Regions from separate parts of the Oryctolagus cuniculus genome. Here region 1 is linked to region 2. The links are chromatin contacts, called in public Hi-C maps. All regions are on one chromosome and are shown on one strand. Each heading gives the region's core, a stretch centred on a gene start, on an enhancer-like site or on the middle of the called end of the contact. The rest is flanking DNA. Distances are from core to core; before and after follow the strand shown. Region 1 has its middle 610 kb from the start of BTBD3. Region 2 holds the start of JAG1 (jagged canonical Notch ligand 1).

Region 1 (5,007 bases), core at 241-2,740, 640 kb before region 2:
CTACACTGGAAGAATTTCTGGAGGTTATAGGAATTGAGAGAGATTTTGACAAACATTACTGTGGGAAAAGCCATTCTACACCTAGGGAAGGATTGGATGAGTGGCAAGACGTTAGATCTCTGTGTGTAGCAGATATGTATGGGTCATAGAGATATAGAAGAAACAAGTTTGTGATAGCTTTAGATATTGGGTTAAGATGATGGTAGAATGAGAGGAAGCAAGAGTGAGGAATAATGAAACTTTATTATATTTGTATATACAATTCAGATCCATAGAAAGAGTTGGAGCAAGGTAGTAATATTATCACATTTGTATTTTAGGAATGTGACAACAGGCAATGCATAAATTGTTCTTAGGAACTAAATTATGCCTTCCAAAATTCATGTGTTGAGGTCCTCCTCCGCAGTACCTCAGAATGTGACAGTGTTTGGAGATACGGTCTTTTAATCAGTAACTACATTCAAATGAGGCCATTAGAGTGGGACCTGCCCAGGAAGACTGGACACAGAGGGAAGGCCATGTGAAGACACAGGGCAACAATGGTCATCCTCACAGCAAGGACAGAGGTCCTGACGAGACCAGCCCTGCCAACACCTTGGCATTTTGGACGTCTGCCCTCCAGAGCCATGAGAAACTAAATTTCTGTTGTTTAAGCTACAACACAGTTGAGTTAAAATGCAGAAAGGTAGTATTAATTATTACCACAAGTATTAGATGCTTAAAAGCTGTAACTTGTTTTTTGTTTTTGATTGTCCATGAAGCTACGGCTCAGCTGAGTATTGGAGCAGTTGTGCCAGTTGGACCAGGGTTAGCAGGTTTCATTGCTCTGTAGTCAATGGGTGGATTAGTTGCAGTCTGGTATGGCCTATGCCTAGGTGACCTGGCTCTGCTGCACGTGGCTGACATCTTCCAATTGGCCAGCCTGAGGCTGTTATCACAGAAAAACAGAGGAGCCAAAGGGGGAGCAGGGGAATGCATGACCTCTTAAGGCCTTCGCCCTGCATCACTTGTGCAAAATTCTGTTGGCCAAAGCAAGCCACATATCCAAACCCAGTTTTAAGAAGTGGGGAAAGAATTCTCACCTTCATGGGAGCAGCTGCGAAGAAGTTTTCAAAACAGCAAGAATACACAGGAATAGAAGAAGAAAATATAAATAGGAGATCTTGCTTCAATCAATGAAGGTTAGATTTTTTTCCCTATAGTAAAAACATGAACCACAGTAACATTGAGTCACCACGAAAGAGAATACTCAGCTAAATCTCCAACCCAATGCAGGAATTCCCCCCAAATTAAAGGCAAAGGAATTGAGGGGGGAAAGGCCTACAGAGACGATTCCCACCACTTGACCATTTGACCCAACTTTTCTCACTAGGCAAAAAAATAATAAGAAAGGAAAAAGCACTGCAGCTCTCCCACCCCTGCTGTGCAGTGTTGGGTTTATCTGGCCTCTGCTATGAGTCACAGATGACTGAGGGGTAGGTCATGAGTCATGGCCTAAAACAAAGGTAGAATTTGATGGGGGTGGACTGGAAGGCAGGACAGAAGGCATTGCAAGTTCAGGCATTATCTCAGCATTTAGGGTGATTTCTTCTTTCCTGCAGCTGGGAAAATTGGGCAGGGCTCCCCTTCTGAAATCCCAAGGAGAAGACTGCACGCAGGCTCTTTGCCGCAGGGTGTAGCATGCTGCCTTCTTTGTGTCTATGAGAGCAGAGCCGCTGGTGTCAGAAGCATGTATGTTACTGCTCCAAATGTGCCAGTGCTCTGCTCCTCTCCCTGGGCAGTTTCAGCAGACTGTTTTATCCTGCCCCTGTGTAGAACCCCCAGGAGTAAGTTCCCTGGTCAGTTTGAGAAGTTAATAATTAGAAAGACTAATGATTAGATATGGATTTCTTCAGGAAAGAAATAAGAAGCCATTATAAATTACATGTATTTGCATGTGACAACTTTTAAAAAACTCTTTGACTCAATGACAGTTTAGCTCAAGTTGCTATGTTAAAATTTAGTTTTTGACAGCTATTACTCTCTATTTTATTTTTGCTTATACAATTAATCTGCCGAGAGTATGCAAATCATCTGCCTAGAGTATCTGGCCTCCTGAAATTAATATGACTCCTAATTTAAGGTAAAGACTTACTGAAAATTCTGTTGTCTCAAAATAAATCTGGAAATAGAACTCCTGAAAATTGGCCAAATAAGGTGATCATCAGCCTTAAGATGCTGAACTTCGACATGACTGCCATAGTAACAGGAGCAGGACAAGGTTGGCTCCCTTTCAACCTGGTCAATAACATCCTTAATTACAGGACGTGGCATCATTTTGATTCACAGCAGAATAAAAGGCATCTATTTGTATATTTGGAAGTTTGAATGAGGATTTCCTGATTTCCTGATGAAGTCATTCCTGCCTTACAACAGCTTCGCTTGTACCACTAGAGTTAAAACCGGGTCATCATTTCCATGGAAGTGTGTGTGTGCATGTTTTTGCACACACACTTCATTTCATAGTCTAATTAAAGTTCACTCATATATAATTGCCCCTCAGATCAATGTTTGAATTATATCAAAATTTTAACTCGGGGGAAAATGTTTTAACTCAGTTGTATGACACCTGCATCGCCTGCCAAGAAGAGAGCATCTTTGGTTAAGTTGTTTGGGACATGAACATCTTGGACATATTATCTAATGGAGACAGAAAAAGAGAAAAATATTGGCTGGTGATATCTGGGAAAGATGCTGCTAATCTTTATACAGAAGTGATTATACATGGAAGATAATTGGACTTTGAGCTAGAAACTGTCATTTTCCTTGGCTTCCATTCCCCAGAGAATCTTTGACATTGATGAACTCATGGTAAATTCTCACTGCTATCTACACTACTTGCACTGTGGAGATGGTATGGTCTGCTAAAGGGTAAGGGTAGTGCACAGGCGTTGATGTCGAGGAGCGTGTGTTCTTCCTGCACTGCAAATAGAACAGAAATGGAATTGGAGCAACAGAGAAAAGATGCTGGCTGCAAAACCAGGGAAGGCTACTTGTATGGCAGCCTAAGTGAGTGGTTACAGCCCTGAGGATTGGTTGCAGCAGATCCCACCGGGTACCCTAATCTTATCCCTTGTCCTTACTTCTTCAGGGTACAGAAACCCAACTTTCCTTTTGGCCTAAGGGCTTTCTACAGATTAGCCATTCCTGGCAGACCAGAAATTTAAATTCCCTGCGAGCAGCCCTAGGTGAATGAGTGATAGGAGTCAATTTATGCAAATCCAAGTTCCTTTGCCACTTTGGTAGGGTAAATCTGAGTCAGTCACCTCATACCACTGTCTAGCAGCTCCTAGTAAGTCTGAGGTCCTGATAAAACACTCTTCATGCACTGCTTTCCTTTTATTATCTCACTTTCCATCTCCCATAGTTCCTGTAGATGTATTTCTTTTTGATTTTTAAAAAGTTTATTTATTTACTTGAAAAGAAGAGTGATGGGGCCAGCTCTGTGGTGTAGCAGCTAAAGCCACAGCCTGCAGTGCCAGCATCCAATGTGGGTGCAGGTTCAAGTCCCAGCTTCTCCACTTTTGATTCATCTCACTACTAATGTGCCTGGGAAAGCAGCAGAAGACACCCAAGTGCTTGGGCTCCTGCACCCACATGGGAGACCCAGATGAAACTCCTGGCTCCTGGCCAGATTGGCCTAGCCCTGACCACTGGTGCAGCTATTTGAGGAGTGAACCAATGGATGGAAGATCTCTCTATATATATATCTATCTCTCCCCCCTTTGTCTCTCTCTGAGTTACTCTACCTTTCAAATAAATATATGAATCTTTCTTAAAGAAGAGTGATAGAAAGTGAAAGAAGAAAGGAGATCTTTCATCTGCTGGTGCACTCCTCAAATGCCCTCAACCATCAGGGTGGGACAAGCCAAAGCCAGGAGCCAGAAACTCCATCTAGGTTTCCCACAAGGGTGGCAGGATCTAAGCCCTTGAACCATCATCTGCTACCTTCCCAGGCATATTGGCAGGGAGATGGATTAGAAGTAGAGGTGAACTTGATCCCAGACACTCCATTATGGGTTGTGGGCATCCCAAGCCATGGCTTAACCCACTTAGCCACAGCACCACTCCAACTCTGCTTCTTATACTCCCCTAAAAGAAACTATTTGCCATGGAACTGTGGTGGACTCTACTTTAGCAGAGGAGCAAGCACAATTAAGATTCTCAATAGAGCACCCTGACACTGCATCTTGAACCAGAGTATATCCTATGGTAGTTTTGGGTCCTGTCTCTGTGGAAACAGAACCCACCACAACACAGCAGACTACTCCTCAGCCCAAGAGGTACACCCTATCTCTCTCTCTTTCTCTGTCCCTCTCTCTCTCTTTCTCCATACACACACACACACACACACACACACACATTTGTCCACCATATAGAGAATCTCTCCAAGATGAAGGAAAAGTTTTTTTCTGGAGTTCTGATCTTTCCAAAGCAGAGCAGAATCAACCTAACTCTTCTTTCTTTGTGACCCATCAATGCTATACAGATGGAGCACAGACTGGCATTTCCTTCTGGTTTCCAAAATATACCATGCATCCCATTGTTCTGCCTATATCTCTATGCTCAGTGTCGAAAGTCTTTCCAAAGCGTAGTCCAAATCATGTTACCTATCATATTTAGAACAGATAATATCAGTTCAACCTTGTTTCCTTTGGCCCTTAGAGGCTCCCTTGGCCCTAAAAATAAGGCTGTACATTTTGACTGTGCTCTGCAGGACCCACAATGACAGATTCCTCAAGCCCTTTTTCTCTCCCTTTCTTCCTTACTCTGACTTCTTCAAACATGGCAAAATGTCCCACTGCAGGAATTTACATTGGCTGTTCCCTCTGTCTAGGACACTGCTCCTGCAGAGTGCATGAGTCGATTATACAATTTTGCTCATGTATTTGTAAAGCTATCTCCACCTCAGACAAGTAAGAGAAGTCCAGTGTCCATTCAACTCATTAACCCTTATGCTAATGATTT
Region 2 (5,526 bases), core at 1,609-4,108:
ATAGAAGTGGGTTTATTCAGGATGTATCTGGCTTATTTCACTCAGCATATTTTTTACATCAGCTATGTTCCTATGTGAATGACAGTTTTCAGTAAATATTGATTAGCTGATTTTTGTTTTGGATTAAAAATTCCAGTTGCTTATATTATTTAAATACAGTTAATGTAGCTTGAATATCTCTTGTTAAGCCCTTTGGAGGTTCAGGATTGCTGTCAGTGAATACTGAGTAAAGGCGGGGCAAGTTTGGTGAAAAAAGGAAAATGAGGTATCTTTCTTTTAGAATCGAAGGAGAAAGGTATTCGAGGATGGTTATGATGTGAGCACACGAGGCAGGCCTCTCCCCGACTCTCAGGTGGAGACGTGATGCGCACCCACACGTGGAAGCCTTTACCCACAGGCAGCTTAGGTGACGGGGATCTCCACGGCTGACCTCAGCGGCAGTTCCTCATTCTCCAGGGAGGGAGGCTGAGAACTGGCTGTGAGGAAGTGACAGGTCAGAGCTCCCCTTCAGCATCTGTTGCCACAAACGTGACTGGCTTTTTTGGGGGAGTCCCAATTACTTGGAAGAGCCCCAACAGAAAATTTTCAAAAGAATCCCCGCAAATCCGCAACTACCTTCCCTCAAAGTGAGTTCCCAGGCTCAGAAAGAGAACTCCGTACTATTTGCCTTGAGAGTTTATTACTGACTTGACATTCCTGTTAAGATAAATCAGGTGGTTTTTAACCTCTGAGAAATCCATATTCTGTTTCCTATTAGTCAAATAGGCTAAATCACCGCTAGACTGGAGCTGACCTCGGTTTACAGGTAACTCAAGATTGCTATCCAAGGCGGCCTCCCAGGCTAAGCCAGGTGGCTGGGTATACACTCTTCAACTAAACACAAGGCTCCATTCCCTACTTCCTGAGAAGCGTAGGTACAGAATTGCATTCAGAAGGAACCATGCATTTCCTTAAAATGCAAAGAATGTGCATTTCAGGACCACAGCAGCTTTCTTTGTGATTTGTTCTCCCCCCTCCCCCCAGCACATTTTGTACTAGCGCTCTAACATAGGGGTTCTGGGTGTAGAAGTGAGCTGGGGGATAGGAAGTGGGGGAGACTGCTATTTCTGGAAACTTCGGTCAAAGCTAGTTGGGATTGCACTTAACAACTGGATGCATCTGGGACAACTGGTGGGAGGCGGGCGGGGCACATCCAAATACCCAAGTTTTTGCTGCCTTTGCCATCTGCTAACATGACCAGTGATGAACCCTTCCAAAATACGGATTCATTTTCTCAGGATCGATCGAGATGGGACGTTTCAACCATGAAAAAAAGCACCGTTCTTAAGCACATCTTGTTTTTCTGTTTGGCTGTTACATGCAGATTCCTCACCATCCTTCCTAGACTCGAATCAATGTCAAGGAGTGCCTTGCTTGATTCCCCATAAAGATGACATCGGGCACTGTGCACGTCGAGCTCCCCATCAAACGTAGGAAGTAGGTAACTACAGACCACCCGCTGTTCTTTCAGTAACTCAGCACGTTGGAAACTGCTTTCCCTTGACCCTATAGCCGCCACCCATCACGCCTCACAGCCCAGGAGGGTCGAGCCCCAAACTGGCCGCCGAATCATCAGGCATTTTGGCAGCACATGCCCAGTGCAAGCTAATTCTTTATCCACCGTCCAGTGGGCTGAGAATTCATGATGTACTTTCCTGCGAGGGAAATCCATGCTTCCCCAAACAGCTCCCCTCACGCGCAGCAGCAAATCCACAGGGAGAGGGCTCGGCTGAGTCTTCACCCAGCCTCAGGGTTCCCTTTGCCCTTGTTTACGACCCAAAGCGTCGTCTGTTCACTGCCAAGGCGAGCCTAGCATCGGTGCCCACCGCCGCCCCCAGAAAAGCCAAGTCCAGGGCCGGCTTGGGCGGTGAGACGGTGCCTGCCAGGCCCACCGCCTGCCACCCAGCGAGCGGCTCGGAGGCCGCCTACAGGTGCAAACCGGGCACTGCGGTCCCGGCGGCGCGGCGCGGAAGGTGTGCAAGCCCACCTCCACCTCCACCTCCGCCAGCCCTTCGTCCAGCCTGAACCGGACTCCGGCTGGCCCGCCGCTCGCCGCGGTTAGCAAAGGAAGCCCGCAGCCCTCGCAGGTTCCGCAGACTCGGATTTGGGAGGGGGAGGGGCGCGGCCGAGGCCTCCCCCTCGAGTCTGCGGCCAGCCTGGCTCCGGGCAAGTTTTTTCCAAAGTTCCCAAGCCGCGTCTAAAGCCCAGGTCGCCTCCGCAAGGGCGAGCAGACGGCGGCAAGCGCGCCAGCCTCGCCGCCGCCAGCCGAGCGCTCTGGGCGGCTCGCTCGCTCCCGGGAAGCGGGCCGGGCTCCCGGCGGCCAGGCCCTCCTCCAGGGGCGAAAGCCGCAGCTGACGCAGGCGGCTCGGAAGGCGGAAGCTGTCCCGCTCCGGCCGCTCGGGCAGCACCGCGGCGCCTACACCTGGGGCCCCGACGGGCCCGGGGCGCGGTCCCCGTGGAGGAGCGGGGGGCGCCCGCGGCGCCCCGGAGCAGCGGCTGCGCGCTCTCCCTTCCCGGCGCTCCCGTGGACACGGGTTGCGGAGGGGGCCCTGGACGTCCACGAGCCCCGGGCCCCTTCCAAGTTCCTCCCCGCGCCGGCCCCCTCCCCGTCCACCAGGAGGGAAGGGGCGTGTCCCAAGAACTCACGGCCCCTCATGAATATTCATAAGCGCGCATGCGCCTTGCCGCGCGTGCTGGGTAGAGGTGGCCAGCGCGAGCCGCGGCTCCCAGACCGGCGCTCCGGGTCCCTCTCCGAGAGCCAGGCGGGCACGCGTCATTGTGTTACCTGCAGCCGGCCGGCCGGCGAGCTAGGCTCGGGTTTTTTTTTTTTTTTTTCCTCCTCCCTCCTTCTTCTCCCCCCCCTTCCCATGCAGCTGATCTGAAAGGGAATAAAAGGCTGCGCATAACCATAATAATAAAAGAAGGGGAGCGTGAGCGAAGGAAAGAAAGCCGGGAGGTGGAAGAGGAGGGGGAGCGCCTCAAAGAAGCGATCAGAATAATAAAAGGAGGCCGGGCTCTCCGCCTTCTGGAACGGGCCGCTCCTGAAAGGGCTTTTGAAAAGTGGTGTTGTTTTCCAGTCGTGCATGCTCCAATCGGCGGAGTATATTAGAGCCGGGACGCGGCGGCCGCGGGGGCAGCGGCGACGGCAGCACCGGCGGCAGCAGCAGCGCGAGCAGCAGCAGCGGCAGCAGCAGCGGCGGCGGCGTCCCCAGTGCGCGCGGCGCGCGGCGCAGCGATGCGGTCCCCACGGACGCGCGGCCGGCCCGGGCGCCCCCTGAGCCTCCTGCTCGCCCTGCTCTGTGCCCTGCGAGCCAAGGTAGGAGCCTCGCGCCGGGGCCTCCCTCCTGGCCGACCCCCCCACCCCACCCCTTACCCTCGTGGGCGCCCCGGACGCGGGCGACGAGACGAGCCCGTGGGTGCCCGGCCCCCCGAGCCCGAGAGGCTGCGCCTGGACGGGAGCGCTCCTGCTACCCCTTGGGGAGCCCCGGGCTGGGCCGGGGGCACATTCCCCGGGCCGTAGTCGGATTTTTTTTTTTTTTCCCTCCCCTCGCACTTGTGCGTTTTGCTTCCCCAGAATCACGTTGGGCCCTCGAAGCCAGTTTTCCAGAATTATTTTCACTTGGCGCCGAGGGCTCGCCGGGCGGGCGGGCGGGCGGGCGGGCTGGGAGTCGCCGCCTCCACCCTCCGAGAAAACAACTTTCTCCCGCGCTGACCTGCCTCCCTCGCTCGCCGGCAGGTGTGCGGCGCCTCGGGTCAGTTCGAGTTGGAGATCCTGTCCATGCAGAACGTGAACGGGGAGCTGCAGAACGGGAACTGTTGCGGAGGTGCCCGCAACCCGGGGGACCGCAAGTGCACCCGCGACGAGTGTGACACGTACTTCAAAGTGTGCCTCAAGGAGTACCAGTCCCGCGTCACGGCCGGGGGCCCCTGCAGCTTCGGCTCGGGGTCCACGCCTGTCATCGGGGGCAACACCTTCAACCTCAAAGCCAGCCGCGGCAACGACCGCAACCGCATCGTGCTGCCTTTCAGTTTCGCCTGGCCGGTGAGTGGCCCCCTCTCTGCGCCACGGGCTCGGCGCGCGCGCGCGCCCGGCCCCGCGTGGCCTTTGCGGGACGGAGGTAAAAGCCCCTTGCCTTGCAACTTTGCGCCGCCTGCGCGCGGCTTTCGGGGCGGCGGATCCGGCAGCGGAGACTCCATTCGGAGAGTTAAGACTTGCGGGGTTGGGGTCCCATCTCCGCTGGTGTTTGCCTCGCGCGCCCAAGGGGGCACCCCCAGAAGGGGTAACGATTGCCACGCTCCCGGGAAGGCCGGTTTCGACTGGTCCCCGAGTCCACACAGGCCCCCACCCCCGTGCCCCTGGAGCCAGGAGGTCCCTGGAGGTGATCTATTCACTTCACCGCTTAAACCCGGTGCGCCGCGGAGGGCGAGCCGACGCAGCTCTGGGCTGTGAACGCCGTCCAAATTGGCACTCTCCCTTTTCCCGTGAGCGGCCGGGAGGGCGGGTGTGTCCTTCCTGGAGGGTGTGTGTGTGTGTTGGGGGGCAGGGGGAGCCCGTATCCCGCTGCTCCCTGGAAATCTCGGTGGGTGCGGGGGCGCTCTCCTGGCGAGGCATGAGGGGCCTGGGGGCGGCCGCCGCGGGCTGCAGGCCCGGGAACCCCCGCCCCCTGCCGGCCCCTTCCTGCCCCCGCCCCCGCGCGGCGAAGCCCTTGTGGCCTCACTTCCAGCGGTTCCCGGGCCCTGGAACAGCTGTGTTTGCAAACTTCCCCGGGAAGGGCGGGCACACGCCCTCGTCCGGCGGGCGCGCGGTCCCCAGAAAGTTCGCAGGCCTTGCCAAGGGTTTTGCAAGGGGCGGCTCGCTAGAGGTAGTGCTTGCAGCGCGAGTGCGTGAACCTTCAACTCCCCCCCACCCCCACCCCTCCCTCCGCCATCATCCCAGAGGAGCTCGAGGCCCGGGCCCAGCTGGCAAAGCTGCAGCAAGGCCCTTACAACATCTCAAAATGGGTGGAAGGAAGATGGGTGCGATTGCAGAAGGGGAGGAAAGGGAAATGTTGGGGGTGTGCCCTGCGCCGGGCTCCCGCTGTCCAGGAGGCGTGACTCATTGCCAGGGCCGGGGCTGGGCGGGTGGGTGGTGGGAGGGGAGCTCGGCGCCCCCGAGGGTTGCTTTTCGCCACGTGCTCTGGTGGGATGCGCTCTGCTGCCTCCTATCCGCCGGCCGGGGCTGTGGCTCCGCAACTGTGGGAGCGGAGGGCAGAGTGTGCGTGAAACTTAAGGCGGCCGTTAACGTCCACACTTCCAGGAGCCGGCGTTCTGAAATGCTCTCTGCTTTGAGTGACATCAGACAGTAATCAAAAACATGCCCTGGAATGGGTCGCACTAGATGTGTATTAGTGGATAAACAACGCGCCGCGCTGCGTGTGGAATTCTGAGCTCTGAAAGCGTTTTCTGCTGCGGGATTTCACTTTTACAAAGACTGTTTATCTTGTTTGT

What was found. A called contact is a pair of places that touch in the nucleus more often than the background predicts.
Region 1: a Hi-C map of an unstated tissue shows a contact between it and region 2, with 2.5 times the contacts expected there. The contact joins the enhancer-like site here to the promoter of JAG1 in region 2. A contact is called at or near these places in 3 of 6 Hi-C or Micro-C datasets (ear pinna, psoas muscle and an unstated tissue).

Annotation. Positions count from the first base shown.
Region 1 is chr11:36,237,679-36,242,685 of mOryCun1.1, reverse strand. No RefSeq gene overlaps it. Among named protein-coding and RNA genes, the nearest start is that of BTBD3, 610 kb to the left of the region's middle. Within about 2 kb of position 1,490, at least 1 of the 8 cell types and tissues checked has an H3K27ac peak or open chromatin away from gene starts, as enhancers often do.
Region 2 is chr11:35,596,122-35,601,647 of mOryCun1.1, reverse strand. It overlaps JAG1 (jagged canonical Notch ligand 1), which reads left to right and starts at 2,858. Exons shown (of 26, transcript XM_002710971.5): 1 at 2,858-3,355; 2 at 3,776-4,081. The coding sequence starts at 3,275.